Regions from separate parts of the Triticum aestivum genome. Here region 2 is linked to region 1. A link is a contact called in public HiCAR-type data. All regions are on one chromosome and are shown on one strand. The core of a region is the stretch at or near the end of the contact, and the rest is flanking DNA. Distances in the headings are between cores, read along the strand shown.

Evidence for each region. HiCAR-type assays count read pairs that join an accessible place to other places.
Region 2: a HiCAR-type map of leaf shows a contact between it and region 1, with 8 times the contacts expected there. The contact joins two enhancer-like sites. A contact is called at or near these places in 1 of 5 Hi-C or Micro-C datasets (leaf) and 1 of 1 datasets of contacts at active chromatin or transcription factors (leaf).

The regions. Positions count from the first base shown.
Region 1 is chr1D:52,129,411-52,133,275 of IWGSC CS RefSeq v2.1, forward strand. No RefSeq gene overlaps it. Among protein-coding and RNA genes, the nearest start is that of LOC123180224, 32 kb to the left of the region's middle. Within about 2 kb of position 2,056, at least 5 of the 8 cell types and tissues checked have an H3K27ac peak or open chromatin away from gene starts, as enhancers often do. A contact at or near this core is called in leaf, where this site is marked.
Region 2 is chr1D:52,431,088-52,434,952 of IWGSC CS RefSeq v2.1, forward strand. No RefSeq gene overlaps it. Among protein-coding and RNA genes, the nearest start is that of LOC123180225, 14 kb to the right of the region's middle. Within about 2 kb of position 1,869, at least 6 of the 8 cell types and tissues checked have an H3K27ac peak or open chromatin away from gene starts, as enhancers often do. A contact at or near this core is called in leaf, where this site is marked.

The DNA.
Region 1 (3,865 bases), core at 806-3,305:
TAATGCCAACTTCACTGCACGACCCCAAACAAACGTCCGGTTTGACCGGATTTTGTCTCTTTGGGGCGGCAATGGGTTCGCCCACGTCCGCGTCTGTACGTTGGGTCGTGGGTGCGCCCAACGCGCGGCCACACCCCAAATCATGTCCGGGGTGGACGTGATTAAAAAAAACAGAAAACTTAAATAAAATGTCTAAAAAAAGTAAATAAACGCAGTTAAAAAAACTTAAACCATAATTTAGGGGTCATGGCCACAAAACGGCCCATTTCACGGTTCACTTAAACGGCCCAGTGCCATAATTAACATAAAAACAAAATAAAAAACGCCGCACGCGCGCTCTTGCCGCGTCCGTCGATACCGTGGCCGTCGCCGTCTTCAGTGGCCGCCGATGTCGTCGTCGTCGTTGCTGACGAGGTCGACGTAGTCCGGCGGCGTCCACAGGTGGGCCGGCGGTCCGTGGTGCACCGTGGCGGCGTGGTGGAAGGTGGCAGGTGCCTGCACCACCTCCGCGGCGAGGCGTCCCGCTCCGGTGACCGCGGCGGCGTGGGGCAGCAGTCCACTCCTCCCACGGCGGCCGCCATCTCCGGAGCCGTGCACGACCAGCTCCAGTGCTGGCCCACTACGCCCGGGTGGAACGCGGCCACCGGCGCCTTCTCCTTCGCCACCATCTCCAGCTCGGGGATGGCAACGTCGCCGGCCGTGGAGAGGGCCGTCATCTCCTCGAGGCCCACCCATTGGCGTTCGTCGTGCGTACGCACGGAGTCCCCCATGACACGCGCCATGAGACGGGCCTCCTCCTCCGCTGTCATGCGAGGAGGTGGTGGCGGAAATGGAGATGGCGACGGCGACGGCGTGGGCGTGAGGCTGCGCACCCGCGTACGCCCGCACGCCTGGGGAGCAGCCGCTCGGTGCTCACGTGGCCGCCGCGGCCCCGTCGACGTGCCGGCGAAGAAGGACGCCCGCCGCATGTCGTGCTCATTCCGGAACCAAGTGTCCCACAGGGGCGAGTCGGGGGCGTACCTCTCGTCGTAGTAGAGGTCGTCCGGGAGGCGGCGGCGGCGGCGCTCGATCTCCTGGCGGCGCGCACGGCCGCTCAGTGGGACTGGCGGGATCGGCACGTGGTCGGCCGACAAGTGCCAGTTGTTGGGGAGGTGGAGGTCGCTCCAGGGTAGCGGCGTCCTCATCTCCCAATAGTGGCGGGCCGCCTCGATGTAATGCGGGTCGCCCTTGCCGGCGGCCGTGGGCGCGATGGAGAACGCGGGCGGCGCGGCGGCCCGACACTGTGGTGATGCGGGCTCCTCCTTCTTCACGGAGCCACGGAGACGCCCCGACGAGGAGCCAGCCCCGCGGTCGTGCTTCCCCTTCCGGCCGTAGTTCCATAGGCCCATGGCTGCGAGGTGGCCGACCGGCGAGTTCGAGGCGAGGCTAGGGTTTGTCGGGTTCCGAGGAGGCCGCGGGGTGGAGTGGGGGAGTGTGGACGACGACCGGTCCACGGGTTCCCATTTAAGAAGAACCGCGACCGTTCGGCTGGGCGGATGATAGGCGGGGCCGCCCGCGTGTGCGCATTGATATCGGGCGGTGGGAGGTAGATGGCCGCCTGCCACGCGGCCCCGACGCGCACGAAGCGCGCGTCCGTCGCGACCCAAACCCGGCGCATGTTTGCGCTTGAAATGGGTCGGCCCGGATACAAAACGGACCAGATAGATCCGGGCCGGACAGAATGGGGTCGCGCGGTGGAGTTGGCCTAATAACTTAGCTTGGTTACCAAGCACTAATCCTAACAAAGGCTAGATCATGCTGTTGTCTAAACACTACTACTACTAATCGTACCACACAAAGTGGTGATAATCATAGCAAAAGTAAAGTAAAGGTGAGTGTGCATGAGCTGATGCCACGAGGTTGGAGTCGTCGACGTCAGTCAGCATGGACAAATAGATGCTGCCTACGTGGACATCTCTATCGCGCGGTCCGCACGGGTCCCACCTTCGTGCCTGCGTGCGGGACCGGCGATCGAGCCGCGCGAAACGGCACGGGGTCGGTTTCCGTCGAGGCTGGCGTGCGGCGCGCGTCCACGTCCTCCATGAAGCGTTTGTTGGTCTCGGCGGATAGGCGGCAGGTCCCTGTACTGTTCCTCATTTGGCCGCTTTCAATCGTATCCAAAAAGCTTCTGCCAGGACGTCTCGCACATCACATGCATGGATGGCGGCCACGCCGTCGCAACCGGCGTGAAATGGCAATGGCAGCTAGCTTCGCCGACATCACCAGATGAGTGAGCTCCCCCGTCTACGCCATGAAATGCAATGCACACACATGACGGTGTAAGTAGTATTAAAATGCGGTGCCGGATTACAAGTGCCAAAAGCCAAATCCACCCGGATTTTCAACCGGTTCCACCTTCCACGGCAGCATCATGCGTGACACTGGCTTGAATTAATTGCTATTGACGCACCTCTGCAATCTGCATGAGTTTTATGGAGCAGTAGGTTGATTTTCAGAGACGTGATAATTGCGGCCTAGCCTAGGAATGTGCAAGCAAGCTAGAACACGGGCTAGCCGTCGCTTTCGCTTTCGTGCTGTGCCGGGCGGTGTGGTGTGGAGTCGCTGTCCACGTAATTCCATTGGAAGGACGGAAGGGGCGGGAGCGATGGTCGGTCATTGGACTTTATGGATCTTTTTTCCCTCTTCCCTTTCTTCATGGATGGATGGGAGGCTCAGGCCCCTACTCTAGTCGTGCTACGGTGATGGACGGGCGATCCAAAGGTGCCGCACGCGTGTCCCGCTCAATGCACCCAAAAGAGAAGTGTTTTTTTTAAATGAGGCAAAAGATTTATCATTTTCATTGATTAAGAAGAAGAGAATGGCATAATTAATTGGCGAAAAACCGGGCTAAAATCGATACAACTCGACCCAAATGACATTGGCACCACCGGCCAACCTGGCCACCGACATGAGACACAAAGCTGCAAAGAAGAAAGACATTCGCCGGAGGAGTCGCAAGCGTCATCGTCATCACTGGTTGCCTCGAACGAGCGACTCTGACTTCATCATAGAGCTCCAACCTCGAAGCCAACCCGCAAACAGCTGCATAGAAGCCACGATGGCACATGCCACCGGATGGCCACACGTGCAAGCAACCGACAGCTCCGACTTTGAGGATGGGCCTCACCAGAGAAATATGTAGGACTTGCGCCGGCCGTGACCTCAGGAGAGCACCTCAGCCACGCCGGAAAGAACCGACTACCGAAGTCCACGCCGCAACCCGAGCTCCTCCCGACGACATCATTGTTGCCAAACAGAAACCAGCGCCCCGCCTCGGCAAACCACGCGGCGAAGATGCCGCCATCCACGACGAAGATGTCGCAGTCCACCAGTCTCCCAGTCGTACCCTACGCGAAGACGCCTCTATCGCCCGACCCAACGGATCTGAGGTTTCCCTCCGGAGCCAAAGTCGTGGGGAGGAGGAGCACACCTCCACGACGACGCTTCCAAGAAAGATCACGACGTTCGTGGGTGCCGCCGTCGCCGGCTCCGGAGAAGACCAGAGCAAGGATTTATCCCAAAGATGCGCCGACCACCTACCACCACCGACCGCCACCCATCAGCCACCCCCTTCTGAGGCCGACCTCATTCTCGTCACGGGATCCTACGATCCACCGCGACCAGACACAAACCATCCCCCTGACCAAGAAGTGTTAATTTGTTGACCAACGTCAATATCTCCGGCGGTAGTAGTACTGGTTTCCAATTTCCATCCTTGTGATGTGCTACACATATGACATATCACTGCAAAATGACATGTGGACAACACTGAACCACATGAATGCTACTAAGCTCGCAAGAGCACTTTTCTCTGGGCCAAAACTCG
Region 2 (3,865 bases), core at 619-3,118, 300 kb after region 1:
TTGATAGCACATAAGGTATTCCACCGGTATCCGGGAGTTGCATGATCTCATGGTCGAAGGAATGTGTATTTGACATTAAGAAAGCTATAGCACATAAACTAAACGATCTGATGCTAAGGTTATGGTTGGGTCTTGTCCATCACATCATTCTACCATTGATGTGATCCTGTTATCAAATGACAACTCGTGTCTATGGTTAGGAAACCTCAACCATCTTTGACACGGTGTAGTTTATGTATTCACACATGTATTTAAGTTTCGGTCAATACAACTCTAGCATGAACAATAAACTATCATGAACGGAAATATGATAATAACGATTTTATTATTGCCTCTAGGGCATATTTCCAACATCTCGGACTCCTCCATGACAGCCCGCACCGGCCGCTCCTCCTTTTCAGTCGTCATGGTGGAAGCTGTCGGTGGTGGCAGTGACGGGGAGACAGAGGGCATCGGCGTCAGGCCGCACACTCTGGGTGGGCTATCCTCGCGCACACGCGAAGCGCGGGGCGGGCTACAAGCATGGCCGACAAAGTAGGTTTGCTAGCACATGTCGTGCTCGTCATGGGACAAAGTGTCCTAGAGTGCCGAGTCGATGTCGTAGCGCCGGTCGGCGAGGTACTGGCGCGGGATGTGGGCGCACCAGTGGGTGATCTCTTCCAGGCGGGCGCGGCCGATGCCACCCATTGAGGAGGTGGACATCGGACCACGGCAACGGAGTGCCGACGTCCACCTTGACGTATGGTCGGAAGTGTTGAAATATATTGCCCACCTCCCTTCATCAGTTCGGACTTTTGGAGCAACCGGTCGGTGCATGAATTCAATATGGTATCCGAGCCAAGATGTCTTGAGTCAAGACCCTGCCAACGCAGTATTAAATAAAACGATTCTGCGGCCTACATCGATCCCACGTCTAAGGACTAAAATAGTCTAGACGTGAGAGGGAGTGTTGAAATATATTGCCCACCTCCCTTCATCAGTTCGGAGTTTTGGAGCAACTGGTCGGTGCATGAATTCAATAGGAAGTGCGCCGGAGCCGCCGGAGGGGAGATCATGAATGCCGCCGCCGGCGTGGAGTTCGTGGTCACGCTTCCCGACGAGGCGGACGACGAGCCTACCTCATGGTCGTGTTAATTTGCCCTTCTTGCCCGGCACCCACTTCCAGAAGCCCATCGCGACGGCCGGCGGTGAGTGAGGTGGGGCGGCGCGGCTAGGGTTTGGTGTCGGGCATGGAGGGAACAATGTAGTGAGGACGGTGTGGGGAAGTGAAAGTGGACCGGCCAGTCCACGGCTTCGTCATAAAAAAGGACGCGGCCGGACCGGCTGGGTGGCTGACTGGCAGATGTACTAATCTATTGAGCGATATTGTCTTCTTTTCTCTTCTAGTGGTAGTACGTGGTGATATGCTGCTTTATACAATTGTCCTCGAAGTCGTCCATGATTATTCATGCCACCAACCGAAAGTCACCCATGATTCAATCAGCTGTGTTGATCTTCTAAATAACTTAGCTTGGCTACCAAGCACTAATCCTACTAAATGGATAATGCTGTTGTTGGCTAAAACTACTGCTAATCGTACACAAAGTGGTGATAATCATAGCATAAGTAAAGTACTCCCTCCGTTCCTAAATATAAGTCTTTGTAGAGATTTCACTATAAACTACGTACGGATGTATATAGATGCATTTAGAGTGTATATTCATTCATTTTGCTTGTCTATAGTGAAATCTTCTTAAAAATTTATATTTAGGAACGGAGGGAGTAGATGTGAGCGTGCATGAACTGATGCCACGAGGTTGGAATCGTCAACGTCAGTCAGCATGGATAAATAGATGGCTGCCTACGTGGACGTCGCTATCTCCTGGGCCGAGGGGGTCCCACCTGCGGGCCTGCGTGTGGGCCCGGCGGCCCAGCCGCGCGGCACGGCATAGGTCGATTTCCGTCGAAGAAAACTGGCGTGCGGCGCGCGTCCACGTCCTCCATGAAGCGTGTGTTGGTCTCGACGGATAGGCGGCAGGTCCCTGTACCTCATTTGGCCGCTTTCAATCGTATACAAAAATTCCTGCCAGGACGTCTCGCACAACACATGCATGGATGGCGGCCTCGCCGTCGCCACCTTCGTGAGATGGCAATGGCAGCTAGCTTCGCCGACATCACCAGATGAGAGAGTGAGTGAGCTCCCCCGACTACCGGATAATGTAATGCAATACACACACATGACGGTCCAAGTGTTAAAATGCCGTGCCAGATGACAAATTTCCAAATCCACCAGGATTTCAACAGGTTCCACGCAACATCATGCGTGACACTGGCTTGAATGAATTGCCATTGATGCACCTCTGCATGAGTTGTATGGAGCAGTGGTGCGATTTTCAGAGAAGTGATAATTTGGACCTACTAGCCTAGGAATGTGCAAGCAAGCTAGAAACGGGCTAGGCGTCGCTTTCGTGCCGGGCGGTGCGGAGTCGCTGTCCGCGTAATTCCATGCGAAGGAAGGAAAGCAAGGAGCGGGGGAGTGATGGCCGGTCAGTGGACTTTGTGGATTTTTTTCCCTCTTCCTTTTCTTCGAGAAATTATCACATGGAATTACAGTTTCAGTGGAAACCGATGAAAACCACAAGGAAACGATGTTTTAAAGTTTCGAAAAAATCTAAAAAAAATGAGACGTTAAGAGTGTGATTGTGACGCCCGGATAGTTAGGCTACAGTAATCCCACGTTAATGATGCCACGTCACCTCGATTACTGTTGCTAATCTCGCGTTAGTTCGAAACCGGTTCGAATTCAAATTTAAAATCAAGCAAACAATAAAATATTTTCAAATATTAAAACTAAAATGTTGGGGTGTTGCCAAATAATGCATAGGTAATTATTGTACAGAAACCACAATTTTATAAAAGGTTTAAGTGCACTAAAAGATTTAAAACAGCAGCAAAACATTTAACTAACTACCCTTTTCAAATTGATAAAATATTAAACTATTTTGTTTTAGTTGCGGAGCTAATTGTGGTAGTGGCATAATTATTAATGCTCTTTTAGGTACAACTTTTGTATTCTATAAAAGCTAAAATTAAATAAAATAGAAAAGAAAATTAAATAAAAAGAAAAGACAAAACTGTAAACAAAAACAAAAATAAAAACAAAAGGCAAACTCCCTCCGCCTGGGCTGTTTGGCTCAACTGGGCACCCAGCTGGTCGGCCCACCCCTTGGGCTATACCCCCTCACCCCCACTACGTGACCTAGCCCACACCCCATACCCCCCCCCCCCCCCCCGAAATATCTCCCCCCTCTCCCCCGATTGGATCGGGATCGAGAGGAGGAGACCGCTGGACGCCGCCGCCCGGAGCGCGGCCTCGCCGGAGCTTCCCCCGCCGGACTGCCTCCTCCTCTTCAACGGCTTGCCTCCTCTTCGTCCCCGACGTCCTCCTCGACCCCCGCTGCCCGAACCCCTAGTGCCCCAGTGAGCCTCCGCCTCGCTCCTCCCCTCCCCTCTGCCCCGCGCTCGCGCGCCCTGCGCTCGTCGCCGCGGCCATCGCACGCGTGCGCCCCGTGCACGCCCGCCGTCGCGCTCCGCTCCTGCCTCTAGCTGCATCTCCCGCCGAGCCCCCGCTCCTGCTGCACCCCGCAGCAACCCCCGCCGCTTTTGCCTTCCTCTAGCGCGCGCTGCCGCCTCCCCACAGGTACCGCAGCCCGCGCCCCCGCCCTCCTTGCCCCGCCGATGGCCCCGCTCCGGCCGCCACCGCGCGGGTGCTGTCCGCCGGCCTCGCCGGGCCTTGCCAGCCGCTGCCACTGCTGCTGCCCAGCATCGCCCCGCTGCGCCTCGCGCCCCTCCTGGCCTTCCCCTTGTTTCTCCTCCCTCGCCGCTA